4 separate regions of the Mus musculus genome follow, and all the other regions are linked to region 4. A link is a contact called in public HiChIP or PLAC-seq data. All regions are on one chromosome and are shown on one strand. Each heading gives the region's core, a stretch centred on a gene start, on an enhancer-like site or on the middle of the called end of the contact. The rest is flanking DNA. Distances are from core to core; before and after follow the strand shown. Region 1 has its middle 140 kb from the start of Gm26685. Region 2 overlaps Tiprl (TIP41, TOR signalling pathway regulator-like (S. cerevisiae)). Region 3 overlaps Nme7 (NME/NM23 family member 7). Region 4 has its middle 5.6 kb from the start of Gm32652.

The links. HiChIP or PLAC-seq counts read pairs in DNA pulled down with a chosen protein or histone mark.
Region 1: a contact with region 4 is called in an H3K27ac HiChIP or PLAC-seq map of large pre-B cells, with 6 times the contacts expected there. The contact joins two enhancer-like sites. A contact is called at or near these places in 2 of 15 datasets of contacts at CTCF or cohesin (large pre-B cells and pro-B cells), 4 of 484 Hi-C or Micro-C datasets (the C3H10T1/2 cell line, embryonic fibroblasts, nephron progenitors and 1 more), 3 of 115 datasets of contacts at active chromatin or transcription factors (forebrain, large pre-B cells and pancreatic cancer cells) and 1 of 9 other capture datasets (embryonic stem cells).
Region 2: a contact with region 4 is called in an SMC1A HiChIP or PLAC-seq map of large pre-B cells, with 2.8 times the contacts expected there. The contact joins two enhancer-like sites. A contact is called at or near these places in 1 of 15 datasets of contacts at CTCF or cohesin (large pre-B cells) and 1 of 484 Hi-C or Micro-C datasets (liver).
Region 3: a contact with region 4 is called in an H3K4me3 HiChIP or PLAC-seq map of embryonic basal ganglia, with 5 times the contacts expected there. The contact joins two enhancer-like sites. A contact is called at or near these places in 3 of 15 datasets of contacts at CTCF or cohesin (embryonic stem cells, large pre-B cells and pro-B cells), 6 of 484 Hi-C or Micro-C datasets (embryonic stem cells, liver, nephron progenitors and 1 more), 10 of 115 datasets of contacts at active chromatin or transcription factors (the NIH/3T3 cell line, SST interneurons, embryonic basal ganglia and 7 more) and 1 of 9 other capture datasets (embryonic stem cells).

Annotation. Positions count from the first base shown.
Region 1 is chr1:164,643,623-164,650,781 of GRCm38.p6, reverse strand. No RefSeq gene overlaps it. Among named protein-coding and RNA genes, the nearest start is that of Gm26685, 140 kb to the right of the region's middle. Within about 2 kb of position 1,716, at least 5 of the 459 cell types and tissues checked have an H3K27ac peak or open chromatin away from gene starts, as enhancers often do.
Region 2 is chr1:165,211,561-165,218,513 of GRCm38.p6, reverse strand. Tiprl (TIP41, TOR signalling pathway regulator-like (S. cerevisiae)) reads left to right here. Exons shown (of 7, transcript NM_145513.4): 6 at 669-731; 7 at 2,634-6,228. The coding sequence ends at 2,774. Among named protein-coding and RNA genes, the nearest start is that of Sft2d2, 21 kb to the right of the region's middle. Within about 2 kb of position 2,468, at least 44 of the 459 cell types and tissues checked have an H3K27ac peak or open chromatin away from gene starts, as enhancers often do.
Region 3 is chr1:164,422,011-164,429,216 of GRCm38.p6, reverse strand. The region is part of intron 13 of Nme7 (NME/NM23 family member 7); the gene reads right to left. Among named protein-coding and RNA genes, the nearest start is that of Gm39690, 7.0 kb to the right of the region's middle. Within about 2 kb of position 2,831, at least 25 of the 459 cell types and tissues checked have an H3K27ac peak or open chromatin away from gene starts, as enhancers often do.
Region 4 is chr1:164,901,808-164,908,661 of GRCm38.p6, reverse strand. No RefSeq gene overlaps it. Among named protein-coding and RNA genes, the nearest start is that of Gm32652, 5.6 kb to the right of the region's middle. Within about 2 kb of position 3,446, at least 3 of the 459 cell types and tissues checked have an H3K27ac peak or open chromatin away from gene starts, as enhancers often do.

The DNA of each region.
Region 1 (7,159 bases), core at 467-2,966, 260 kb after region 4:
ACACTAAAAAAATCCAGATAGGTAGATGGCAAGAAATAATCAAACTCAGAGCTGAAATCAAGAAAACAACAACAACAAAGACAATAAAAAGAATCAATGAAACAAAAAGTTGGTTCTTTTTAAAAAAATCAATAAGATTGACAAAACTTTATCCAAATTAACTAAAAATAGAAAGAAAATATTCAAATTAACAAAATTGGAAATGAAAATAGAGATATAACACCAAAGAAATCCAGAGAATCATAATAATAATTACTTTAAACACCTGTACTCCACCAAATTGGAAAATCTATAAGAAGTGAATAATTTTCTCAATAAACACCACTTAGAAAAGTTAACCCAAGATCAGAGAAGAAATTTAAATAGACCTATAACCCCTAGTGAAATAGAAGCAGTCATTAAAAGTCTAACAACAACAACAACAAAAAGTTCAGCAGTAGATGATTTTAGTGTAGAAGTCTATTCAAAGAAGAGTCAGTGTCAGTATTTTTAAATTATTCCACAAAATAGAAACAAAAGTAACATTGCCCAATTTGTTTTATGAGGTGACAGTTACTCCAATACTCAAATTACATAAAGACCTACCAAAGAAGTGGAATTACAGACCAATTTTCTGTCTGTACATAGATGCAAAAATTCCCAATAAAATAATTGCAAACCAAATCAATGAACACATCAAAAAGATCATCCATGGTGATCAAGTAAACTTCATTCCAGATATATAGGGATGGCTCAACATACAGGGACCAATCAATGTAATCCACCACAAAACCTTTCATCTACAGTGGTGTCCTGCTGCAAAATATGCTAGGACAATCGGGAAATAGTGGCACAAAGTTTGTGGTCACCAAATAATATTTGATTTGGCTTAACACCCATTCATTCCATGAGATAGAACCCACACCCACACCCACACCCACATCAAAGCAGTGGCCAAGAACTTGAGTCTAGATAACCCAGGATAAAATCAAATCAGAAAAAAAAAAGTGCAGCAATAAAACAACTCCAGTAATATCCTACTATATTCATAGACCAGGGCCTTGCTCCAGCATCATCAAAGAAGCTCTGTCTTCCTACTTCAACTTCCTAAATTGATTGTTATAATTGTGTATTGAAGTTAGAGGAAAGGACTTGAATCAGATTAAAGATGCAGAGAGGACTGTAGAGATGGCTCAGCTATTAAAAGCACTTGCTCTTCTTGTAGAGGCCCTGGATTCAGTTTTCATCACCCACAGATGGTTCATAAGCATCTGGCATCCAATTCCAGGGAATCCAGTGCGCTCTTCTGGTTTCTGCAGCCACCAAGGCATGAAAGTGATGACATAAATTCATTCAGGCAAAACACTCATACACATGAAATAAAAGTCAATAAACATTTCAAAGAAGAAGAGGGAGAGGAGGAAGAGGAAGAAGAGAAGAGAAGAAGAGGAAGAGGAGGGGGAGGGGGAGGAAGAGCAACAGATAATCATCCAGGGTTGTGTGGATGTGACTATCAAATGACTGCTATCTACATTACTCTTTCCTAAGCCTTAGTTCCTCATATCACCAGCAATGGCTGTTGCTTTATGCTGTCCTTTTCTAATAAGTCAAAATTACTCATCCTTGCTGCTGTCATATCCTGTTACCTATTCCCAGGACACTTGCATGTCTTCTTTATGCGTGTCTTTCTTGGTGGGTCTTGTCATTATAACAACCGAACTTCCCTATGGTTGCTGCCCATGCACAGGGGAATATGCAAGATGGTATGTTGCAAGCACTACGTTAACCAGACAGTGAAGGAGCTTCTACTGGGCCCCAGCAGTTGTGAGGCTTCTGAAATCTGAATCCCTGAAGATCCTGCACCCCTGCTGCTCAGGGCAGAGAGTATCATCTCCTAGACACAATGTGCTACTCTGCTCTGAAAGCATAAACAAGGAAGCAGCAGGCGACTCCTAGTTTTTCTTGGCTACAAACCTCAGTGGAAGATAAGTAGAAAACACGTCTAGGATGCATTACTCTATAATGGAAAAAACATAAAAATATGCAGCAAAATACTGGGGTATTTATGGATTGGAAGACGATCTTGTCTTTAGAAAGACAGTAAAAGCCCAAGGAGATTGTATACACTTAGCTTTAGCCAAGCATAAGAGATGCTATTGGTTTGTAGCTTAAGTGTCTCCTTAGGTTTTCTGTTGTCTTGACTACCTCTTGCCCTTGTCTGAAGGATAAATAATATTCTTAAAACCTTCCAGCAAAAATGACGTATTCTTCTTGCTTGTACTTTTATTGACTCCTTGCAAGCCACTCTGTTAGGGCTTAGGATTCTAGGAATCTGACTAGTCAGGGACTGTAGAGTGTTTATGCAGATAAGAGACAGACGGTGGAAAGGGGCTACTAGATTAAAAGAAACAAAATGATATCATCCAAGTACTTGAAAAAAAAATAGCACAGGAAAGCAGAGTTGGGAGAAATAAGGAAGACCTGGGGGGAGGGGCAGAAAGAGAACTATTATGCTGCATGTATTCTGTGCCATCCAAATTGACATGGTTTTATTTCATCCTTTTAATTCTAAGAGACAGGCTTATTATCCCTGATTCGCAGAAGAGGAAATAGAAATGCAGAAAGGTTAAGTAAATTTCTAAATGTCACATGGCAGGTGTGTGTTGTTAACAAGATTCAACACCAGCTCTGTCTGAAATCACAATAGCTCCAAAGAAAAATGGAAAGGGGAGCCAGGCGTGGTGGGGCATGCCTTTAATTCCAGAACTTAGGAGGGAGAGCCAGATGGATCTCTGTGAGCTCAAGGCCAGCCTAGTCTACCTTTATAGAGTCCAGGACAGCCGAGGGTATTACACAGAGAAACCCTGTCTTGGAAAAAACAAATATGGAACAGAAAAATGGACTGTCTTAGGGTTTCTATTCCTGCACAAACAACTGATGCCTTGTCAATTGGACACACAAACATGTCACTATAAAGCCTCAACCCTTACTTTCTTATTCATCCCCAAGATCTAAATAACTTTAAAAGTCCCATAGTCTTTACAAATTCTTACATATGAAAATTTTCACTCCCTTTAAAATATTCAGTCTCTTCTAAAATTCTAAGTGTTTTTACAATTAAAGTCTCTTAACTGTGGGCTCCAGTAAAATAATTTCTTCCTTCAAGAAGGAAAAATATCAGGGCACAACCACAATCACAATCAAAATCAAACTCTAGCCATCCCATGTCTAGGATCCACTCATGATCTTCTGGGCTCTCCCAAGGGATTGGGTCATTTCTCCAGCTCTTCCCTTTGTAGCACACATCTTGTCTTCTAGGCTCCAGTTGCCTGTACTCCACTGATGCTGTTGTTCTTGGTGGTCATTCATGGTATTGGCATCTCCAAAACACTGCTGTCTTCCACTGTAACTAGACTTCACCAATAGCCTCTCATAGGCTTTCTTCATGGTGCCAAGCCTCAATTCCTTTGCATGACCCCTTCAGTCCTGGGCCATGAATTGCAACTAAGACTGCATCTTCGCCAATCACCTTCCATGGCCTCTCACAGTGCTAAGCCTCAGCTGCTCTTCACGCTTTCAAAGCTAGTACCACCTGGGTGACTCCTACACATTACCAAGTCCAGCCACAGCATGAAGTACAATCTTGGCTATCTCTGGAACCTCTTTGTGCTCTCAGAAAGCGCTTCCCAGAAGATTTCACCTCAATGATGCTTGTCTCTTCTTAATCATCAGTAATTTCTTAGTTCCAGCTAACGAGCATCAATAGTCCCAGTAATCCAAAGGTTCCTCTTTAGTAGTTCTGGCATCTTGTTAATCACAGCTGATTCTTCAACCACAGCTAACTAAAACCACAGAATCTTCACAATAAAAACAGCAACAATCGTGATAAGAGTTTTTAATCTTCCCTCTGAAATTTCATAAGCCAGTCCTCCATCACTTGCACTGTTCTCAATGTTATGCTTTCAAGCTCCTACAGAACATCCCACAGCATTCTTAATAGCCAATAGCTCTTCTAGCCCAAAGTTCCAAAGTCCTTCCATAGTCCTCCCTAAAACATAGTCAGGTTATCACAGGAATACCCCACTATGCTGTTACCAATTTGTCTTAGTCAGGGTTTCTATTCCTGCACAAATATCATGACTGAAGAAGCAAGTTGGGGAGGAAAGGGTTTATTTAGTTTATACTTCCACATTGCTGTTCATTACCAAAAGAAGTCAGGACTAGAACTCAAGCAGGTCAGGAAGCAGGAGCTGATGCAGAGGCCATGGAGGGGTGTTACTTATTGGCTTGCTTCCCCTAGCTTGCTCAGCTTGCTTTCTTATAGAACCCAGGACCACCAGCCCAGGGATGGCATCACCCACAATGGGCCCTTCCCCCTTGATCACTAATTGAGAAAATGCCTTTCAGTTGGATCTCATGGAGGCATTTCCTCACCTGAAGCTCCTTCCTCTGTGATAAATCCAGCTTGTGTCAAGTTGACACACAAAACCAGCCAGTACATGAACTATGGAGAAATGATGGGTCCTGGGATATCAAATTTGATGATCTATATCACTTCTTCAAATGTGCACAAGAGCTCTGCAGAATTACGCCTAACCTTGGCAATTTTCTTTTGAAAAGAACTAGAACCAAATGGCTCAACAGTACAACTAGCCTACTCAGATAAGGAATTTTAAAAGGCTGCTCGGGTATCCAGGAGGTGTGGTTTCATTTCATTGAAAGGTTGCACTTCCAGAAGGCTTATAATCTGGAGAGAGGAAGAAAATTAGGAAGCGGAGATTATAGGTACATATTGGTGACATCATCTGCGTGGCATTGTGCTAAAAGACAGCTGAAGTGGCTGCGACCCTTCCAGGTATCACTGATTTGAACTGAAATGCTCTCTATTGCCCTCCTTTTTTGATTAGAGAATTCCCACTGATCCTTCAAAACCCAATTTAGACATCATTTGCTCCATGCCTCAGTTAATCAAAATGTTCTTTGTGTAAAATTTGGTGTAGATAAGGAAAGAGCTGATGGTGGCTGTCTTCCGAAGAAAGCTACCATGATTTGGAACTGTAATTTTTTTAAAAAACGATATTAAAATCTGCAGTTATCCAAAGCCTTCGCCTTCCCACCATTATTCTTGGCTACTTCATCCTTCAGAAGTATTTCCACTTAAAAGGCAAATGGGATGACAGGAAGAGATAGCTGTCAGAGAATAACTAGCTCTCCATTCTTCATGGAAAAGAAGGAAGGCTAAGGAAAGAGACACACTGTGTGTTTCCATTCTCATTTCCGTCCCAGGTGGCCCTTAGATTTTGAATAAGTGAGAACAGAAAATAACTCAAAGTATACAATCTATACTTTCTCTCTTCCTTTGACTTTGCAACCTTCCTGTGTTGATCTCTAAGAAGAGTAACTTCAGAAGCCAAGTTTGTTTCAGAATGCTAATTCCTATGAAACAAAGACACTCTATCATCATCATCACAGTTGAAAATGACCTTCTCTACTACTAAAAAATGAATGAGTATTTGTTGGCTATGACTCAGCACATTAATGGAGCACTGTAGCAGTAAGGAGACTTCACCACCATTCATTTTGCATTTATGGATGAGCTCTTTGGGAACTCCCAGAATGTTCCCTGGGTATGGAACATTGCCATTTCTGAACTTTTATAGTCATAGTTTAGTATAAAAAGTAAAAAAACAAAAAACAAAAAACAAACAAAAAAAAAAAAAACAAAACTCATCCATTGGACAAGCCTGTCATCACCCAGACACAGTGTTAAACATAGTCAAACTATATTGCAAATGTAAGGAGGGCACAAAAACATCCAAACCAGTTGTTCTTACCTTGTAAGAAAAGTGGCACAATCCACAATAAGGGATCTGTATAGCTTTCCCTTGCCTTAACAGTAAAGGAATCAAAGAAGAGAAAGAAAAGCTGTCATCTCTGTTCTCCTTGGGTAGCACTGAAGTTAGAAGTGGAAACACGTGACTCAGGAGAGCAGTCCCTGAATGGACAGGCAGGACAGCCTACAGGAGAGAGCAGATGACTCTACACAGTCATCCAGGAAGGCTTCCTCATGGCTACCAAGTGCCTGATGGTCCAGCTATACCCAGTGATACGTCATGTCTCATATCCTCCCTCCCTCTTCAGGAATTCTTTTAAGATTCTGTTCTGTATAAGGGAATGGCAACTTGTACAATGGAAAAGTAGAAGGTAGAAAGGGAAAGAATGTTCAATGTGATACCACCACTGACATGTCTTGTAGGAGCGAGGCTGTCAGGACATAAGGAGACTGTGACCCAAAGCTGGACCTTGTGCTACAGGGGGAAAAAAGTACAGCACACATGGCTCCTTCTCCATCCTCCATCCTCCTAAATGCTCCTGTGCAAAAACCGGAGGGTCCTCAAGAACCCCACAGCTCACTTCAATCTTGACTGCAGAGCAATGAAGCTATGTGATTTTACAACTATTTAGGTCCGATAACCTTAGCGTTTGCATTCCTTGAAGGCAGAAATCTGGAGGTAATTTATCTTGTCCCCTGTTCTTTGATTGCTAAAATATATATGTTTGCTAAATATTGAGGAGGAGAGAAAAGGAGAGGGGGAAGAAGGAAGGATGGAAGGAAGGAAGGAAGGAAGGAAGGAAGGAAGGAAGGAAGGAAGGAAGGAAGGAAGGAAGGAGACAGGGAGAGAGGAAAAGAGGGAAAACAGAAGTTTGTTCCCTGAATAGCTCAAGATGAGACTCTGTAAAGTACTTTTTTTTTTAACTTAAAGATACTAGTTTGTAAAGGATAAAAATAAGTGTAAGACAGTACTCCACATAGATTACTGATGAAGATCTTGGCTCCTAAAACAACAGGGAGCAAACAGAAGAGAAGGTCAAGTGTTTAGTGTCCTGGAGTCCTTCTGTTGACTCAGTGGAGATAGCAGATGCCAGAAGAAACCCAAGGCCCAGTCTCAACATGAAACTTCCAGCAAACTTCCGGTGTTGCCTTCCACAGAGACAGCAGTGGGAGCGAACTGGGAAAGATCAAGCATCCCTTTAGCTCTATTAAAATGCACTCACTAGAGTGGTCTTTGTAAAATACTTTGCAAATAAAGAGAAATCAAGTTTCTCGTACATTTATTGAATACCTTCAAGGCCAGTGAACAAGATTCATTTCTTCTTCTTCAAAAAAATATCATAGTGT
Region 2 (6,953 bases), core at 1,219-3,718, 310 kb before region 4:
TTATCCAAAAGCAAATTGTAATACATCTTTCTTTCTTTCTTTCTTTCTTTCTTTCTTTCTTTCTTTCTTTCTTTCTTTCTTTCTTTCTTTCTTTCTTTCTCTCTTCCTTCCTTCCTTCCTTCCTTCCTTCCTTCCTTCCTTCCTTCCTTCCTTCCTTCCTTCTCTCTTTCTCTCTCTTTCTCTCTGCCTGCCTGCCTTCTCTTTCCCCTCCCTCCCCTTCTCTCTTTCCTTTCTTTTCTTCTCTCTCTCTCTCTCTCTCTCTCTCTCTCTCTCTCTCTTTCTTGTCTTAAATATGTCTCTGGCTGTCTTAGAGCTTACTGTGCAGACCAGGCTAGCCTCAAACTCATAGAAATCTGCCTGCCTATGCCTTCCTAGTTTGCTGGGATTAAAGGCATTTAACCACAGTGCCTCACAAAGTGCACTTTTTTTAACCTAACTTTAAAAGTCTTAAATGGCTGAATTTGAGGCTAGCCTGGTCTACAGAGTGTTCCAGGACAGCCAGGGCTACACAGAGAAACCCTGTCTCAGAAAACAAAACATAACAAAACAGTTTTATATGGGAAAACGGTACAAAAGGATGGTTTGTTTATTTACGTGTCTGCTTTATAGGGAGGATTTTATAATATACATATATAAATATATTGTAATTTTTGTATTTTTAAATATAGGCTGACAAGACCTACATGTTACGAGAATATACATCCAGAGAGAGCAAAATTGCTAATTTAATGGTAAGTACTTAAATTTTAAGTATTTAGATGTTGAATTTTAATAATTCATTTTAAGTCTCATATCCCACTAATCCCACCCATTCATCTAAATTTGCATCAGAAAATGTGTGCCAAGGACCAGCCTCTGCTTGGGAGTTCTGTTTGAAAGTAGCAAAAAACACACAACTGGAAGTCAAGTCTCAGGACAACCTATGTTGTTCTCTAGACAGCTTTCTCTTGCAGGCCTAAAGACATCTCTTGAAGATCACAAACCTAGTTTTTTATGTAGATATCAATTCAGTCATTACCCCAGGTTCCCTTTTGATTATCCTATGAGTCAACATCCCATGGCCTTTGGTTCTTAGGAGACAGCAAGCACACTTTTTATTACAGAGCCCTTCAGATATCTGTCAGCCTTTGTTAAGCACAGAGATAAGATAACAGGATGGGGCCTGGATCTAAATTCCCTCAGTCACAGGCTGACCTCAAACCCAGGGATCTGTCTGCCTTTTTAAGCATACAAAAAAACTTAGCTGGGTAGGATCTCCGTCAATCACCACTCCCTAACTCTCTGTATCTCCTTCCGTAGTATCTTCCTGACCAGTTGGCTCACAGCACAGCTGCTTTTGTTCCTTTAGATTAGTGAAACACCTTGTATAGTTCCTTATATTTTACATAGTTGAGAAATTATATATTTTTGAGCTCATGTTTTCAGAGTTTTTTTACAGCCTTAAGGGCTGTCCTGAAGGTCCCAGGGTTTACCATTTTACTGAGACATTAGCTACACTTTCGCCTCCTGGACTGATGGAGTCATTAATGTTAACAGGGAGGACATTCCTCAAAGGAGGAACATGAAAATACTTAAATTATACAAACAAGCCCTAGGCCACAGCAGCCATGACATCATGGAGGCCTCTGCCCTGTTCCAGGCGTGGGAACCACGTCCTTCCACCCCTTCCAAAGAAGATGTGCTCCTCCTGGGCTCTGCAGGGTGGGTCTCTCCTGGGTTTGTCTCCAGCACCAGGGCACCTGGAGATCTTCGCTGCCATCCATCTGAGTCCTGTTCATTCTGAAGAAGCTGAGAGGCAGGGGTGTGACCTGAGTCCCATCGCTGCAGCTGGTGCCATGGATGTTCCTCTGACTTAGCACCTGACCCTCTAGAATGTTTAATAATTTATTCATGTTTTGAGATTATACTAGAGTTCCATAAATTTTCTCTTTCCCCTCCAAGGCCTCCCATGTCCTGTATCTCCTTAGTCTTTCAAATTCACTGTCTCTTTCTTCCATCATTGTAAACATATAGATGCATCCTACTTCCTCTGTGATGTCACTTGTATGTATATGTTCTTACACATCCCTTTTTCTTCCAAAAACTGGTGCCTCTGTACCAGCATCTGTAATTATTCTGACATAATTTTCCTGTATTTTTTGCTCCCCTGGAATTTGTGAAGTCCTTCCGTGGCACTTGGGTTTTGTGATGAACTGGCTTAGTACATGTCTACAAAATAAGTATTTTTTTTTTAAACCATAGTACTTACTCTGTCTGAATATAGTGTATGCTTGGATTAGAATAGTTAGTAACTGTCGTAGAATGTGTACTGGACTCTAACTAAAGATTGAACTTTCAAGTTACTCAAGTAACGGGTACTAGGGAGGGATTTGATCAAAATGTGTGGGATTCTTTTAGCACTTACAGTAGCACTGTCAGTTATGACACCAAGTTCCTTGAAGATCAGCCACACAGTTGAACGATTGAGTAACAGGAAGCAGCTGTTATCTGGGGGAGCACTCAATGCTCCTCCTTACGTGGAGTGTCCCCAGGGCTGAAATTAGCATGCTTTGTGAACTCTTACACTAGAAGGTTTCAGAAATCGTGTGAGCCATAACTGAGAATATACTAATACGATTTTATGTTTTTCCTAGCATGTTCCACCTTCCCTCTTCACGGAACCTAATGAAATATCACAATATTTACCAATTAAGGAAGCAGTTTGTGAGAAGCTCGTATTTCCAGAAAGAATTGATCCTAACCCAGTGGACTCACAAAGTACGCCCTCAGAATAAAATGTGGTACAGCAGACTCTCTCCATGTGGAACCTGACTGGAAACCTTGGCTATTTGTAGGGGTATTTTTATTATGAGAATTAATTTCCTTGCTTATGCGCAGATTTTCTGTAGCCTTAAAGGAAAATAAAAGATTGCTGCAGGCAGGTTCCACACAACTCCTGTTTATCCTGTCTGTTTTCAAGTTCCTGCTCCAGAGAGAGATGTGCTCTGGAGCTTACGTCAGCAGTGATGTGTGTGGGTCTCATGAGGGGACATGGTCTGCATCCGGCCTGAAGCATCGTCTTCACTGTGAGGAGGCTGACTGTAAGGCTGTCACTGAGCCCCGATGCCTGGGACCTGCCGGCCGCCATAGGATGCTGACTGCATGCTGATGTGCTACTCTGGCTCTTGGCTGTGGGCTTTCTGGTGTTTGTTCGCACTTACGGAGAGTTGTGACATGTCACCTACAAAATTAATCTTGTATTAGTCATTAGTTGGAGTTTCTGGGCAACATATTGTGTGTGTTTGTACACACAAGTATTTTTTAAATCTTTTCATTTAAATGTCTTTGTCTCTGAGTAGTGTTAGATTACTTATTTTGATAATTCATTGTTAAAAATTGTGGAGAATTAAAATAAAATAATTGACTTTTTAAAAAAAATTAAAGAGGTGGGCGGTGGGGAGGAGGAGTGTGCATCTGAAGATTGTATTAGTGTATCCCTGTGAGGAGTACCCAGGTGTGTCCTTGGCCATTTCTAAATATGACATATGCCATTTTATATTTATTTGTCCAAGTGTCTTTTGTAAGAGGAGAATAAATAATAAGGAATTATGTATTCATAGTTTGCTGTTTATTTCAGCTTTTCTTAGACTTACTTGAAGATTGGATTAGGATGTATCGTTCTCATTTATTTTGTTCTGAACCCGTTCAGTATTGCAGACACATTTCCCACGCAGATTACAAATGGAAACTGCTAGGTATGAACGCGATCCCCTAGTTTGTTCGCCTTTAAGCGCCTGTCTCTCTTCTCCCTCTGCTCCTTACACTCCTGAGGGCACTTTTAAGTAGTCAGAACACATGGGTACATGTCATGCATAGCATCCCCTTCAGTTCTGAGTACCGTGTTCTCTGATGTGGTATAAGGGATTACATAATGAAGCGATAGAATGTGGTTGGTCCTTTATACGGCGAGTGCTGTGTATGTGGAGTCATCCGGCTCCTCATCAAACAGTTGAAAACATCCCAGCGATTATGACCACGCACAGACTTTCTGTTGTCATTCCCTGACTGTCAGTTTTAGCTATTTGCCTTGTATTAGGTATTATGAGTGAAATACAGGGTAATTTATAGTGTATGAGAGGATCTGATGGCTTATTTTTTATTTTGGTATTTATGTGAATGTGAACCAAATCTCCTATGGTGACCGAGACAACTTTTTGTGGGGTTAAGGTCCGCCAGAGAATGCAGAAGCATCTACACGTGGTGTCAGATGTGATGGCAGAAATAACAACTTGAGAAAGATGGGAGGAGCGACTTTGGTATTCCTCTCTGCTTTTGAAGAAGCTGTCGCAGGCCTTGAGATTGTCATTACCATAACCAGGGAAAAAGCCAGGCAGTCAAAAAAATTACCATGCCTTGAACAACTGAAAGTGGGATTACAAAACAAACTGAATCTCAAAGAATGGGAAGCTCCAAGGAGAAAAAGGACAGAGACTGCCTCCTCTTCAGAGCACAAGAGAAAGGTGGCTAATATCACCACAGCCAACATCTTACTTCAAGATAATCACATCATTTAGTCTTCCCTTCCGTCCTCTCAGCCTGTCATATGCTCCTCCCTGCTCTTTTCAAATTCATATATGCATGACTGTCTAGCTTCTAAATATATAAGTACAACCTGCCCACACTGTATAATGTTACTTGCATGTATGTTTTCAGGGCTGACCATTTGAAGTTAGATAACTAAATTATGCTGTTCCCTGGGGAAGAGTGTTTGCACCTGTCTCGACATTCCTTAATTTACTGTAGTTCATTGTGTAGGATCATTTTACAAGTTCTTTTTTTTTTAAAAAAAAAGATCTATTCTGTATATTTGAGTACACTGTTGCAGTCTTCAGACATACCATAAGAGAGCATCAGATCCCATTTCAGATGGTTGTGAGCCGCCATGTGGTTGCTGGGAATCGAACTCAAAACCTCTGGAAGAGCAATCAGTGCTCTTAACAGCTGAGCCATCTCTCCAGCCCCATTTTATAAATTCTTAAAGGCTGTGTGAGGACTAGTGTGTCATTTTTGGAATAGCTACAAGTCTCATTTAAGGGGACTTACTAACTTTCTCAGTTAAGGATTTGCCTCTTAGATCCAAAGGTCTGTGCCTGGAAAAGAACCAAGCGGAGCTCACGAAAGTCCTGGTAAGGAGGCCAGGCAAGCAGGAAGTAACTGGGGACAGGGGTAAAGCCCTGCCCACCTACCCTAGGTTCCGAGCTCTGAAGGGTTTAAATGCCTTAGGGTGTTGTGGGGAAAGCTGCAAAAACCTGTTTTCATCCCTATTGCATCTGACAAAGCCTACTTGCCCCTGGAGGAGGAGTGGAGGGAGAGTCCTGGACAGGCAAAGGACAATTCCTACCAAAGAAGGAATGGAAGCCAAACTTGGCTGACTTGATGAGGAACTGGAAAGCAGCGTGGACCATAGTTGCATATGCAGAATACTGAGGACTGCTGCCTCTGGTGGGAGGGTGCTGGTGACGTTCTTCACTTGGGACCATTGATTTAAGGTTGGGTTTCCCCCGATTGCTGAATGAGGTGCAAGTGTCGAGAAGGCCACATCCTGAAAACCAGATACGGCTGCCCACAGCAGGCTAGCCAAGGTCAACAGAGAAAACTTTCCTGTACCCCAAAGTGAGCCTGGGGGCCACTAGGTAAGAAGGAAACCAGTCTATGTCAAAGGAAGAACAAAGTGTTGCTCCCTATCTCCTAATGGAGTAGGCATTGGGGACCTAAAGCTGAGGATAAGCAGTACTTTAAAACACACAGACTGCTGGGAAGCGTGGAATTCCAGCTTTAGTTTGAACTACATGGTGAGACTTTTTCTAAGAAAACCAAAGGCTGGAGATGCTGCTCTGCGGTTAAGGGTGAATATGCTTAAGAGCACAGGTTCAATTCCCAGTAGTGCAGAAACAAAAACAGCCTGTTAGCTGGGGTTTATGGGGACAGTCATACCTATGGGAATACCTAGTAATCATTTGGTGATTGGATGATGAGGGAAGCTATGCAATGGGCACATTTACTTACATAACGAGGCAAGCTTTCTGTTACTCATTTCTCACAATTATAAAATGTATTATGAATAACAAAACATCATAACTGATAATGCTTGTTGTAGAAACTAGAGATGCTCTGATTTCTTCTTCCTTCTTATGGAATTCTTTTTCATTTGTTTGAAATACTCTGAGAATCTAATACATATACAATGTGGTGTTTTCGTCATGTTTACTCCCTACTTCATGTCTTCCTGGACCACTCCTCCCCAACTTCGTCCTTTTTCCTTTTTCTTTTTCCTTTTTTTTTTCTACCCACCAAGTCCAATAAGTGTTGCCTATATACTTATGAGTATGGGCACATCCACTGGGCCATCAGTTGTCAGCAGCTCGTCAGCTAGGGGTGGGGGGTCGTGAGCCCCTCCCACCTCCATGCTGCACTGGTGACTGGCTTCATCTTGTGCAGGCAGCCACAGCTGCAGTGAGTTCAGGAGAGCTGTCATGGTTAGAAGACTTTTTTTGTTTGGTTGGTTTTTTTGAGACAGTGTTTCTCTGTGTAGTCCTGGTTGTCCTAGAACTCACTCTATAGACCAGGCTGGTCTGGAACTCAGAAATCTGCCTGCCTCTGCCTCCCAAGTGCTGGGATTAAAGGCGTGCGCCACCACTGCCCGGCTTAGAAGACTTTTTGACCCTGCTTAGTTTCTTTGCTAACATGCCTACTGTAGCTTCCTTCTGTGGCTCATACCAAGATGCTTGCTGATCTTTCCTATGGCATGATCTTTCCTATGGCGTGCATGTAAGTTAAGCAGGAGGCTGGTTTTGCCTTACAGCTTAGGAGGTTAGATGGTACTTGTGGAAAATCAGCCTGTTGTGATATCTTTTTGAGGAAAACTGTTGAGGTGCTTGGATCCACGTGAGTTTTAAGGCTGTGTTAGTCTTGCA
Region 3 (7,206 bases), core at 1,582-4,081, 480 kb after region 4:
GCGGTCAGGAGTGTTTTGGGGGGTGGGGGAGACTCCCTAAGCTTAATTAGCCTTCTGGAACTTTATACCAGAGAAAAGATGCCAGACTAGCTCACAGTAGCAATAGCAGCAAGACTGGCGCTTTTCACGTTTGTAAAAATAATTTTGAATCAGCTGTTCGGGACAGGTGGGCAAGCACACAGCCTCTACTGTAAGTGAGCAGGCTTGCCTGCGACTGTCACATAAGCAAATGTTATCAGACAGAGCTCTTCAGAATGCCCCTTAAATGGAGGTATAGGCAACGAGCTGTATTCTTGTATCGTTTGCCCTAGAGTTCTTGCTTGCAGGAATGAACACGGGATGCTGGAGCCACAGCTGTCACCAGGGAACTCAGAGGCACCTCAGGGGAACGCTAAGACCAATGCAGGATCTGAATTGCTGAGCTATAGAGCCTGCGCCAGCTCCGCCTGTCTCCTGACTTCTTCATGTCAAGAAAATCTGCAGTTTGTTCTTCTGGCATCTCTGACCCCCTCAAGGTGATCTAAGAGGACAGCAGTGATACCTGGAGCAGCAGGGCTAACGCAGGTGAAGTCGCCGTCTGGGGTCCTCAGTGACTACACCTCACCTCTATATTCCAGAGCTGAGGTTAGGTCTCAGCAGCGAGGAAGGAGCAGAGCTTCGGTCTGAGGCCAGGGAACCTCATCCATTTGCTGCTACCAGCCAGAGGCTCTGAGGCCTGTGTCCCCCTTTCCCTCATGCTAAGCATATGCCTCAGGGTTTGACATCTCTAATATAGACACTGACAATGTCAGACTAATCTGAAAGCTGTGAACAGATCAGACAGTCGTTGAAAGAAGTTCCCTATGGGGGGGGGGGGGGCAGGTCAAAACACCATGAGCTTCCCCTTACTTCATCAGCTTAAGAATTCCCCTCTAGCCTTATTCTCCTTAAAAGTCCAAGATGAGTTCTATCTTCATGAATTCTCTCACAACCCACAGTCCTTGGGACACTTAATAGTGACTTTCAACTCAGCCAGACCTAGAATCAGTAAAAACAAGCATCTCTGGGCATGTCTGTGAGGGATAATCAAGATTAGGTTAACGGAGGTAGGGAAAGCACCCCTTGATCTGAGAGACATTACTGCTCCGGCTCGGTCCTGACTGTTGAGAGACAGTGATCTGAGTGCAAGCTTGCCTTGTGACCTCTTGCTGCTGCCTGACTAGAGATGCAACGTGACCCTGCTTCCAGCTTCCGCCACTATGGCTCCTCTACCTTCAGGGACAGTGCCCTTGAACTGGGAGCCAAAATAAACCCTCTGCTCTTTACGTGATGACATAATTGCTCTTATAAAGCATTATGTCCCAACACGACAAAAGTAGCTACTCATTACAAAGAGAGCTAAGTTGTGCTCACATCAGTGGTATTTTCCAGTGCATGCAGCCTGCCTGGGGATGGCAGTGGGACACCTGGGGACTGAGGGGCACACACTGAAGGACCTCAGGGCTGTGTCAGACAGCATCTTTGACCATGGTGCCCTTCCCTATCCCCTTCCTCACAATTGTTAACGCACATGATACACACACACACACTGATGGTTCTCATACAACTAGGCTTTGATTCTGTCATAACATAACAGTAAATTTAAAGAAAAAAATTGAGATATGGGTTCTCTGGTTAGTCCAAGTTAACAGTTGATTGAATAGTCTGAACTGGGCAAAAACTGGAATCACAGAAATAAAGAAATGCAGGAATCCTGACTTTTGTACAGCCCTGTCATTTAGATCAACCTCTCCTTTCTATGCCCTTTCCGTCCCTTAAAGTCGAGTATCAGAAAGCACTGAAGGGTAACATTTTTACTGCACTGAGATCAAGACCAGAGTTAAGGAAACTCAGAGGAAAAGGAAAACTATGGTAATTATAAAAACCTGTATCGACTTCAAGTTTATGCCACAATTCCTTCCACTCATTTACAACACTCTATGGTATACTACTGTATTCAGTTCTATGTTGAACACTAAGAACACAATTAACAACATAAGCAAGGATCCGATTCTCACAGATGCTATATCACAGTAAGAAAACAAAACTAAACAGCAACAATAATTTTTTTGAAACTACCTAATATGTGCTATTAATGCTCTCACAAATATGTTGAAAGCTTGTTTTTTTAGTATATATGGACTAGGAAAATATAATAATAAAAGTAATTAAGGGAGACTCTGGAGAAACTAGAAATTCACAGTCTTTTGAAAAATTAGGAGAAGTACCAAAGCAAATGAGCACTGGAAAGTGTGCCTATGGAGCAGCATGACCTCAGAAGGAGAACAAGCCTGTGTGGTCAGGAGGGACAAACAGCAAATAAGACACCATCGCAACGGTAATGCAGAAAACACACAGGACAGGAACGAGCCTGGGGTCAGTGGCACAGTGGCCTGACTGTAATGTACAGGAGTTCTGACTTCATCACAACTAAATGGAAACATTTTAGGGATGAGTGCTCTGGTTGTGGCGGGACAGCAGAAACTGATCAAGCTGTCCTGAGAGGCAGGCTCGCACCGAGTCCCCGTTTCCTAGATCAGTGCGTACCCCATTGTCAACACAATGTCAGTAGACTAATAAGCCAAGGGCGCTGTAAGCTTCTAATTATCTCCTGCCATCTTCCCAGGTCTCACAAACAAAACGAAGGACCACAAAACTTCTCCTATACAGAGGCAGGAAACATAGTTGGCAGAGTCTCTAGTCCTCTTAGTTCTGACAGTGTGGCTAGAAAACAGCTGCAGACCTACCCACAGGAACCACTGCCTTACAGAGCGTGCACATGCACAGCCAGGCAGTGGGCCACACGTGCTGACGGCCTGAAGCTTGCCTGCCCCTTATCTAAGTCAGGTTATGTTGACTTAGCACAGATTTGCTAGCTGTTGACAACACACAAATTTCCCAGTCACTGAATAGAAAAATCAGAATACTGAGGAGGCGATACTTCGTCACAATGTTCACTTACCCTTACATTTACTAACAAAACTCAAAAATTATTACTAAATAATAACCCCCAGGAGCCAATTCTAGAGTAACAATTATTGATAGTTCTTAGTGAAGTCAAATGTATATTCTTATCAAATGTGTATCGGGTACTTAACAAATACTAAGGAGCCGGTTGTGGTGGTGCACGCCTTTAATCCCAGCACTTGGGAGGCAGAGGCAGGTGGATTTCTGAGTTCAAGGCCAGCTTGGTCTACAAAGTGAGTTCCAGGATAGCCAGGGCTACACAGAGAAACCCTGTCTCGAAAAACCGAAAAACAAACAAACAAACAAACAAACACTAAGGATGATGCTAGTTGAACCAAAAGGGATAAAGAATGTCAAAGGTTTCTTACTTTTAAAAAGTTTCCCATCATTTTAAAATTACATATGTTTACTGTGTGGGTCTGCGTGTGTCATGCACTCCTGTGGAGGTCAAGGGACCGTTTGGAAGAATCAGGAGAGTCACTATGTGAGTCTGAGTGCCATGGAACGCCATCGTCAGGTTCAGTGGCAAGGCCTTTACCATACCTCTGAGCCACTGTTCTGCCCCCTCGCCTTTATTTTGCTCATTTTATCTCATTTATTTATGTGTCATTATAAGAAAATTGTCCGAATAGGAAAGGATTTTGAACCCACTTTGACGTCAACCAGTGGACAGTCTCATCAATTCCAGCTCAGAGAGAGCAGGGACAGGGAATATGGCACTAGTGGACCTAATTCTTTACTCTGCTCCTCATTTGATGGTCGAGCCCTAAACACTGATCTGAGGGGACAGCCTTACTCTACCCTCATAGACTTCATCTACTGTATTTGTACAAGTTCTTTTCAATGATGTCATTGAACTACTATCATCCTAAAAATCTCCTTGGTCTTTATGAAGTGACTCAAGCTGATTTGCTCATTTGTACATGCTTGGCTCAGGGAGTGGCACTATCAGAAGGCGTGGCCATGTTGGGGTAGGTGTGGCCTTGTTGGAGTAGGTATATCCCTGTGGGTGTGGACTTTAAGACCCTCATTCTAGCTGCCTGTGAGCAAGTATTCTGTTAGCAGCCTTCAGATGAGGATGCAAAACTCTCAAGCTCATCTTGTACCAGGCCTGCCCGGATGCTTCCATGTTTCTGCCTTGATGATAATGGACTGAACCTCTGAACCTGTAAGCCAGCCCCAACTCAATGTTGTCCTTTATAAGACTTGCCTTGGTCATGGTGTCTGTTCACAGCCGTAAAACCCTAAGACACTCATGTAGTTCTATAATGATAAATCACTCCGTGTTTAGTATGTAGCTAATGGCATCTTTCTCTTCCCTCTGCATTTTGTTTTTCCAAATGGAATTGTTCACGACAGCTACTGTCTGAGGATGACCTTTATGAGTTACATCCTTCCTATGGCCTGGAGAGCACCTTTCTACCGAATTTGGGTTACTCTGGAATTCTCTTTAGCAGGAGAGTATAATGGACGGCTACCGTTCCCACGCTTGGTGTAAGCCGTAAGAAGACCCAGCAGCCTCTGATCTTGGCAGCCCTAGAAACAGCGACGTAAGGGCTGAGGCTTCTTGCTGGAGAGAGGCCCACATAAAGACGCTCTGAGCTTACACAGAGAGAACAGAATCTCCTCTAAGCTACGCTTCCCCTCTGCCTCTGCCCAAACCCATGTGAAGGAGCCATCTAGAACATTCTATCCTAGCCGAGCACCTAGGTGACTGCAGCCCCAGTAAGCATCACATAGGCAAAAAGTCACAGACTGGAACACTGGCTGTTCGCATCTTGTAAAATCATTTTAAGGATTTACTTGTGGGCATGTATGTAATATGTGTGGCAAAGTAATTGAAAAATAAGAGGTGCTGAAAAATACTTCATTTTATTTTTCACTTAAGTTAGAATGTATCCTTAAGTGATACATTAATCATAAAAGTTACATATGTTAATGGGGTGTCATGTGCTGTTTCAAAACATGTATACATTGTATAATGTTTAAATTGGGCTTAATATATTTATCTCCTCAAAAATGTATCTTTTCTTTATGATAATAGTGCTCAGAATACTTCCTTCTGTCATTTGTTGCTATATTTTGTTAGGGCCAGGGACACTATGTTGTTCTGCTTGGCTGGGACTTATTATGTAGACCAGCCTGGCCTGTAACTCACAGGGACCTGCCTGTCAGTGCTTTCCAACTGCTGGGACTAAAGGCTAGTGCCACTACACCTAGCCATTCTCCTGGCAGTTTAAAATGTACACTTTGTTAGTGTTACCTATGGCCACCAACTGTGTGACAGCACAGCAGAGCCTCCTACCTAACCACAACTCAGCACCAAACTCGTCCCATTGCTCCCTGGGCCTCTTCTCCCCAGCCTCTGATGACATCCTCTGAATATTCTCAGTCCTGTGAGATCAACTTGTTCAGACTCCATATAACACTGGTCTTTTTGTGCTTGAGTTATTCTAGGTCATGTAATGATCTACAGTTCCATCCATGTTACAAATGAAAGCAGTTCATTCATTTTAAAGACCAAATAGTCCACACTGAGGTACCACACCAGTCCAGTCAGAAAGCCCATTAGTAAAAGACCAAGGATAACAAGTTGTGGAGAAAGGGAGGGTGGGACAGCACTGTGTAGAGGGTGCAGATTAGTTCAGTCATGATGGGAAACAGTGTGAGGGTTCCTTGGCAAACTAAAAACAGAAGCATCACATGGTACAGAGAGCTCACCAGTGGGAATCCAGCCAGAGGAAATGGAACCACTACTCTAAAGCAACATCTACACACTCATGCTCTCGACAGCCCTATTCACAATTGCCAAGAAAAGGACACCACTTAATTGTTTACCCATTAATGAGCAGGTGAGGAAATGTAGCACATACTCACAGTGGATTTCATTTCATTTCCCTTCAGAGGCTTCGGAGAAAGAACTTGGATAAACTGGGCTCAGGGCACGCCTCGGCTATCGGTCTGTCCTGCGGCTCCCCTGATGCTCAGTCAAGCCCTGTTTCTGACCAAAATCATTATGATTTCTATTGTGGGGTAGTGTCATGGCTGAGTCACACCCCTTCTTCCACTCTCAAAGCTCATTTGCTGAAGCACACCCCCCACCCCCCACACTTCAGAGTGTGGTGGTGTTTGGAGATTGGGTCTTTATAGAAGTGATTAAGATATCTCCACTAAGGTGGGTCTTACTCAAATGGGAGGGATGGGATTAAGAGGAGGCTGAGACACTGCCTGGTTCATAGGCAGCCTAGATAACCATGACCCTCTGCTATCCAGGAAGCAGCATCTAAGAATTGGTGTAGGTATAGCTGGGTATTCACACGTAAACATGGCACCAGGCCTCTACTTCTCAGCCTGAATTAAAATCCACTTCAAATGGGTCAAAGAGCTGAAGCTTAAAAGTGATGGGGAAAGGAGGGACAAAGATATTATCAAGAAATTGATGTGAACGAGTACTTTCTGAGCAGACCCCATTTGCTCTAAGCACCAAGATTAGCATCAAGATTGACAATGAAGTAAGAAAGCATCTGTAAGCACAGGAGGCAACCAAGGGGAGAAAACCTGTAGAATGAGCCAATCTGCCAGCCACACATCCAACAGAGGATTCATTCCAAGAATATATAAAGGACGAAGAAAACTAAAAACTAAGACTATGAGCAACTCGATCAATAAATGTTTAACATCACTAACCACTAGAGATGTGGAACTAAAGCCTGCACTGAGACTCTATGGCATCCTTAGAAGAATGATACTCATCAAGGAAACAAATAACAAGATGCTGGGAGGGATGCGGACAAACGGGAATCCTTATCCACTGCAGAGTAGTGGTCTAGCCACTGTGGGAACCAGTTGGAAGGCTCCTCCAATCCAGACAGCAGAGCTCTCAAAGGATGCAGCTATACACCTCCTCGGTGTTTACCCATGGGGCTCTTAAGGAAACACTTCAGAGATCATGTTTACTCATCCATGTTTACTGCCGCACCATCCACAACAGCTAAGTTACAGAACCAACCTAGGTGTCCATAAAGGACGGATGGATAAAGAAACTGATTTTATATATATAATGGAACTTTTTCATTGGTAAGGAGGAAATTATATTGTTTGTAGAAAATTGGATGCAATTAGGCATAATCACATAAGCCAGTCTCAAAGAGACAACTATTGTATGGTTCCTCTCATTTGGGTGTACTGGACTTTACAGGTATATAAAATCACATATGGACA
Region 4 (6,854 bases), core at 2,197-4,696:
AGGAGCTGAGGGAAATGGTGCCTTGACAGTCTGACAGGTAAAGGCGCTGCCCTTCTGAGATTTACTGCCCAGTTCTGCAGCTCAAATTGGATTGGGTCAAGTTTGTACCAAGTTCACTTTGGTAATAAAAGGAATGTTTCGGGGCTGGAGTAGCTCTTCTTGGGACTGGAACCTTCCCTTGCATTTTCCCTTCCCTGCCAACCCCCAGACTTCTCACAAGCCAAACCCTTGTAAGTCACAGGCAGGCCAAGGCCCTGAAGACAATGTCACCTTTGTCCTCTCCTCACGTCTGCAGCACATAGAGCTGGTGAGTTTGCCATTTGACAACTGCATTATATGTTATCAAGATGATGTGAAAACATGCTTTACACACACACACACACACACACACACACACACACACACACACACACACACAAAATTTCACCCATAGCATTGTAAGTTCAAAGGCAATTATTGAAGAGATCTTCCATATATTTCTACCAACATAGAGTCAAATGGCTGATCTTATGGATGACACCTCTGTTGTATCCTGACCTAATTCCAATACAATGAAGGCATGAACAGGAAAATTAAAAATAACTAAACAAACAACTATGCGTCATCTCTCCCGAAGATGTGATCAGAAAACAATTCCACGGAAGCAATGTACAGGGAGTCCCAAGAGTGGATTCTTGGTTAGAAATCCATGATGATCTCAACTTGCCTCACTAGAAGTTCACAGCATTTCTACAGTGTATGCCACACAGCCCTGAAGACAGAAAGAACAGCAAGACCTCTATGAGGTACCACTTGTAGGTCTTAGAATTTCTTATCAGGCATACATGCTGGTTAGACAGACGGGACAAAAGGAACCGTCATTTTCTCAAATACTACCTTACAAAGGAGGTTCTTGAGAAAATAGCCCAGTTGGAAGAAGAAAATAACATGCTACCGTCAGGTTAATTGGTCTAGAAATAAGCTTAGTAATTCAAGCCAGTAAACTCAACCACAGAGACAAAACAAATCAGTGGCTGTTCTTCGGTTGTCAGGGAGCAACAGCGTACAGACGTCTATTAAGAGCTAATGGCACAGTGTTGTTTGAATAAGGCACACATATGCACACGTAGCCGTCCAAACAAAGACCCTTTGAGAACAAAAGCACTGGTCATAATTATGGTGTAACAAAATGAACTATGAACCTGGACATAGGCCACCTTACTGTTTCAGGACCACTAGAGGGGTTAGAAAGTACTTACAGACTAATATAAAATAATGTCTCTCCTGAATGAAGACATTAACCATCAGCTTCATCATTCTTCCTATCTGCGGTGAGTAAAACACTCTCTCTAGGTTCATCCAGAAACTCGTCTGTCCCTCTCGACTTCAACTTTTGTAAATTCCCTGAGTTGGGGCTTTGTCATTCTTAGACCTGGAACAATATTTACTTGCTCTTCGCTTGCTGGGGAAAGTATTTTATGGAGACGGTACAATCTCCATGATGAGGAAACAGAGTTGGTTGGGTGGGTTTCTTTTCAGGAGGCTTTGGATTTGTGAATGCATCCCGGTATTGAATTTTATACTTATGTGACTTCCTGTAAGCCATTTTAGAACATTACATTTTTGCTTTCTGTATACTAGCACTTTTAAGCTCATTGTAGATAATTAGAAAATTACAAAAGAATGTACTAAAGAAAATGAGATTGTCTGGAAACTCATTACTTAGTGAGAAAATGTATTGCTGAAGATGTTGTGTTGGATATATATATATATATCCCAAGATATTGATATACTTACACAAGATAGCTAAGATTAGGATGCATATGTATTTTTCTTTCTTGTATCTAATGTCATATTTTAACTTTGTAATATTCAATTCTGGCACCTTACATTTGTTTATTTGTGGTTTTATTTATACACACATATATGTTACAGACAGACATACACTCACATATATCATTGATTTGATCTATGTGACAGTCCTGTGAAATAGGTGCATTTATCAATCCATTTTACATATGAAGAAGAAACTGGGATAAGGAAGATTTCATGGGGCCTTGTTTAATATTTCATTACACATAAACACACACGGCATTTGAATCACGGTGGCTCAGGTGCATAAACATTAGCCAGTGTTGTCTGCCTCTGGTTACAAAATCAGACTCCATGCATTTATGTTTTAAGTCATGAATTCACACAGAGATGGGGCGTTTATGCAATAGCTGTATTGGCCTCCCATACTATTCTCTGAAGTAGACATAATAATAAACTGCTCCCTAAGTTCTTAACGGTATGGTCATAGAGCCTCTCAGAAACTCTTTATTCAGTACATGTTGACTATACGGAGAACTTGTCAACCCACAGGGAATAAATACAGAGACTATGGAGTATTCATCTCCAAATTTAATAGCTACGTCACAAGGGTGTGTGTGTATAAAGATGATAAGAACCAGAGGTAATGGACACCTGTAGCAAAACAGTAGTTGTAGGACATGATAGTGCCATTGAGAGCAAGAACTCATATCAATTGTGGCTGCATGCAGAAGACCTGCCAAGACCAAGATGGCTGAACTCCTGGCATGCATTGGCAGGAATTCTTGAGGTCTCTCACCCTACCTAGCCTTACTGAGGAGCTATTGGCTAAGTGGCTGCTGGGGGAAGTCGGGGGAGAGACAGTTTTCTTTAGGGATGCAGCCCCAGAGGGGCAACACATGTTCCATCCACACGCGTGCACATCCGTGTATCACTGAGGACTTAGTGGGCTTAAGAAAAGAGCGTGCGGAGCTGAGACAGAACAGAACTGAGGGACTGAGGAGGAACTGGAAAGAAGGGGAGGCAGTGTGGATTTGACCAGAAAACACGTATGAGATTCTCAAACAATAAACAATGACGGGAGCAATGGTCAGGAAGAGCTTAAATTAAGATACACAAATACTGCAGAAACTTCCTCTCTAGCTGAGCACAGCGGACTGCTGGACCTGCGAGCTTCTGGTCAAAGCCCACGGCAGTCCTGCACTGACACGCATACACGTGAGTAGATTCTCCTGTGAGAGCAACAGCAGCCTGCGGTCCTTCTGCCTCGTGAACCTCACAACGTACCACCTTTTGATTACACTCAAAGGGACACTTGTGCCCTGGAAATGTGAGAAATGATGGCACAGGAGAATGCTGAGGAGACTAGGGAAGGAAATTGACGCACAGATTATGAGGCCAATCGTGATTCACAGAGCAGCCCCCCACCCCGCACCCCCATCGTGCACCTAGGTTAGAGCATCTGTTACAAAACATTTAGTTGGCTTGCCCCATCTGCATATGCCTTAGCAGCACATCCCTTTTGACTTATATACCAGGAAGTCCAAGCCAGTTTTGGAGTGACCTGTTGAGGTTTCTGGCCCTGTAAGCATGCCCGCTGTCTGCAGAACCACTTGGGGGCAGCACCTGCTCACTGCCACTGCAACTGTGGCCCACCACTGTGGCTTGTCTCCCTACAGGGCCTCTTCATCTTCTCTTAGCTGCAGATCTCAGGGTTGCCAATGCATATCTCCATCCAGCAGTGTTAAACCAAACTGAGCTTCATTCTCCAGATGAAGACTTCTCTACACTGCCTTTCTTCCATCCCCGAGCACTGGGCAACACTACCTTATTATAGGGACTAAATCCTTTGGACTCTAGGTAATTCTCTCTCTGTTGTAGGAAGACTGCACTATGGTCTGGGTTGGAGGCAGGTGCCTTGCTGCCTGCCATCTTCTTCTTCTTTTTTTTTTAAAGATTTATTTATTTTTATTGTATATAAGTACACTGAGCTGTCTTCAGACACTCCAGAAGAGGGAGTCGATCATTACAGATGGTTGTGAGCCACCATGTGGTTGCTGGGATTTGAACTTCGGACCTTCGGAAGAGCAGTCGGGTGCTCTTACCCACTGAGCCATCTCACCAGCCCCCAGCCTGCCATCTTCTCTTTTCAATACTGTTCCCATCCTCTTATTTCTTTCTTCATGAAAGCCAACTCCTGGGGAAGGAGGATGCCAGCTAGCTGCCAGTCCCACACTTCTGACAGATGTGTGTATTGAGTGAATCCTTAAATGCAGAAACTATCTCCCTACCTAGTCCTTCAATGAAAGTTTTGAGTATCACTCTTTGCCCCACACGATTTCATTAGAGCAGATCTCTGAAAAAATACTGTATAACAAAGAGGAATCATTTTAAAATTGTGATGTGTATTCTTAGCAAGTTGATCCCAAAGGATGCAGTGATCCATCCTTCAGCAATCAATGACAATTCTTGAACTTGTTCCTTGGATAGGTATATTCTGCACTGCCTAAACCTTACTCATCTATATAGACACCACTCTGTGTGTGTGTTCCTCATTCTGCCTTGCTAACCATACTAGTATGAATAATGTCTGTTCTTACATATGTGTGGGCATATGTTTGAGAATCAGAACCACCTGACCTTCCAAAAATATGAAAAAGACAATATGTCTGAATAATTGCTTAGTTGATTGTGTTATCATAACTTCAAGTGTTGAATGACTGAACGTGTTTTCCCCCTAGATACTGAAGAGGTCTATCATTGAGGGATAGGTTTATGTGTAAGTCCAGAGTACTAGTGACTCAAACTGAGAGTTGAGTTTTCTGTTTTTTTCCCTAGCAGTATAAATTAGGGGTCATTCAGACCAAGGCTGCTGAGAAATCCTTGGAACCCAGGGTTTTCATTTTCTATCCCCAAGGGCATTTTTCAGAAGTCGCACATGCAATCTCCAAGTGTAGTCTTCTTGCTAGACTCAGCTTCACAGAAGGCTGAGGAAGGCGGTCTTCATTCCAAGTGATCATTTTTTTTCAACTAAAAATGAGAAAAGTTAAATAAAGAACAGATAGAAAGGAAAAAAATAGAAGTATCTATTCTAGAATCATGGGAGTGCAAGATGTGGTATCTGTTCTCAGATGACTCTTGGTTTCCTTTTTTCCTGGAATGCCCATTATGTAGTAAACACAGTGGTGTGGATGCGGGCTATTTTCCCCTTTCCTTTAATTATATAGCCTGCTTTCTCTTTGACATAGATTACAGTTTCAAGATGCTTAAAATTCATCTTGGACTTCAAATGGCTGTAAGTTCCCACACATTACTTTCTTTTCCAGCCGCGTGCCTCTGTGTGGGGATCAATTGATCTGAGAGTCAACACTGAGGTAGCGGGTGAGTTGTGAGCCTGGGAGTTTGCTTCACCACTTTTCTGTGATGAAAGAAGAATAAAAAACTCACCCAAATCTCAGGAAGCAAAGAAAGAAACCTAGAGATGGGGGATGGAGGGCACAAGGTGTACATACATGATAACTGTGTCAGATAATCTAACTCTCATCCTCCAAAGCACAGAAGCGAATGTGGGCAGCCCCGGGTACGGGCTTCAGTGGAAAGACACACACCAGTGGGTCTATAGACTCAGGATTTCAACCTCAAGTGCATAACTAGCAAACAATTACTATACTACAATTTTCAAAGTTACTGACCAGAAGGCATCCTCCTGCCTGGGGAGTTGGCTTTCATAAAGAAAGAGATTATAAGAGGATGGGAACGGAATTGAGAAGAGGGAATGGCTGGCAGCAAGGCACCTGCCTCCAACCCAGACCATAGTGCAGTCTTCCTACAACAGAGAGAGATTAGCATGGTATGCAAAGAATAGGTTTAGATCATTTGAGTCCTTGCTCAACAGCCATAGTTACTTGGCAAGGTCTCTGCTGCACACATAGTTGGGTCAAACTTTCCTGTCAAATTCCACACCCATCTCTGTCTTCAGCTTTCTCAACTCTTACCTGAGGCCAGCTGCATAGACATACAACATGACTTCCTCAGAAGTATTTTTTTTGAATGAACTACCCAGTGTATAGTTGATTCTCAATTGGCATGCATCTATTGATTGATAATATTTGCCTACTTGATTACACATATTAGTGTGCCTTTAAAATCTGTATACCGTTTGTCACCATACAAAGCAAAAGCAGAAAAGAATAGGGGTTGGCAAGGGAGTACGGAAAATGGAAGCTCCCATTGCTGGTGGGAATGAAAATTATTTAACCCCCATGGGAAGTAGTTTGGTGTTTCATAAAGAGCCAAACACAGAATTACCATCCAAGCTGATGCTCACACGCCAATGTTCACCATAGTCTATTTATAAAAATCCCAAAGTAAAAACAACTCAAATACTCAGCAGCCAATGGAGAATGGAGAGACAATGGGAACATTATGCCAAGCATAATAATCCTGACAGAAAGTGACAGATCTTATTAGTCTGTTGCTATGGGAAAGCTAGAATAAGCAAGTTCACAGAAATGGAAAGTAGATTAGAAGGATCTGGGCTTACAGGCAGGAGGGACTAGGTGGTTTAAATGCAATGAGTTGGTAGTTGCTGCTTGGGATGATAGTGAAAAAGTTAAGGGAAAAGATTGTGGTGGCATTTGCATAATATTTGAATATAATTAATGACACTAATTTATACAGTAATTATAAATTTGTTATGCACATACATATATAACCACAAAAATTATGTACCTTGACATTTAAAATATTCATTTATGTTTATATGCGGGTGAGTTATATGTGCTTGTGTGTACATGTGTGAAAGCCTGTGAGAACACCTGTGGAGGTCAGAAGGCAGCACCGGGTAGCCTCCTCTATCACCCTCTGTCTATCTTTGAGGTAAGTTCTCTTGAAAACGGAGAACTCTGGTTTTCCCAGCTAGAGTGGAAGCCATCTGGAGCCAGGAATTCTCCTGTCTCTGCTCCAACTCCCTTCAAAGCTGGGGTTGCAGGCTTGTTTGAGCTGTCTGAGTTTTAGCATAGGCACTAGGATTTGAACTCTGGTCCTTACACATCTGTAGCAAG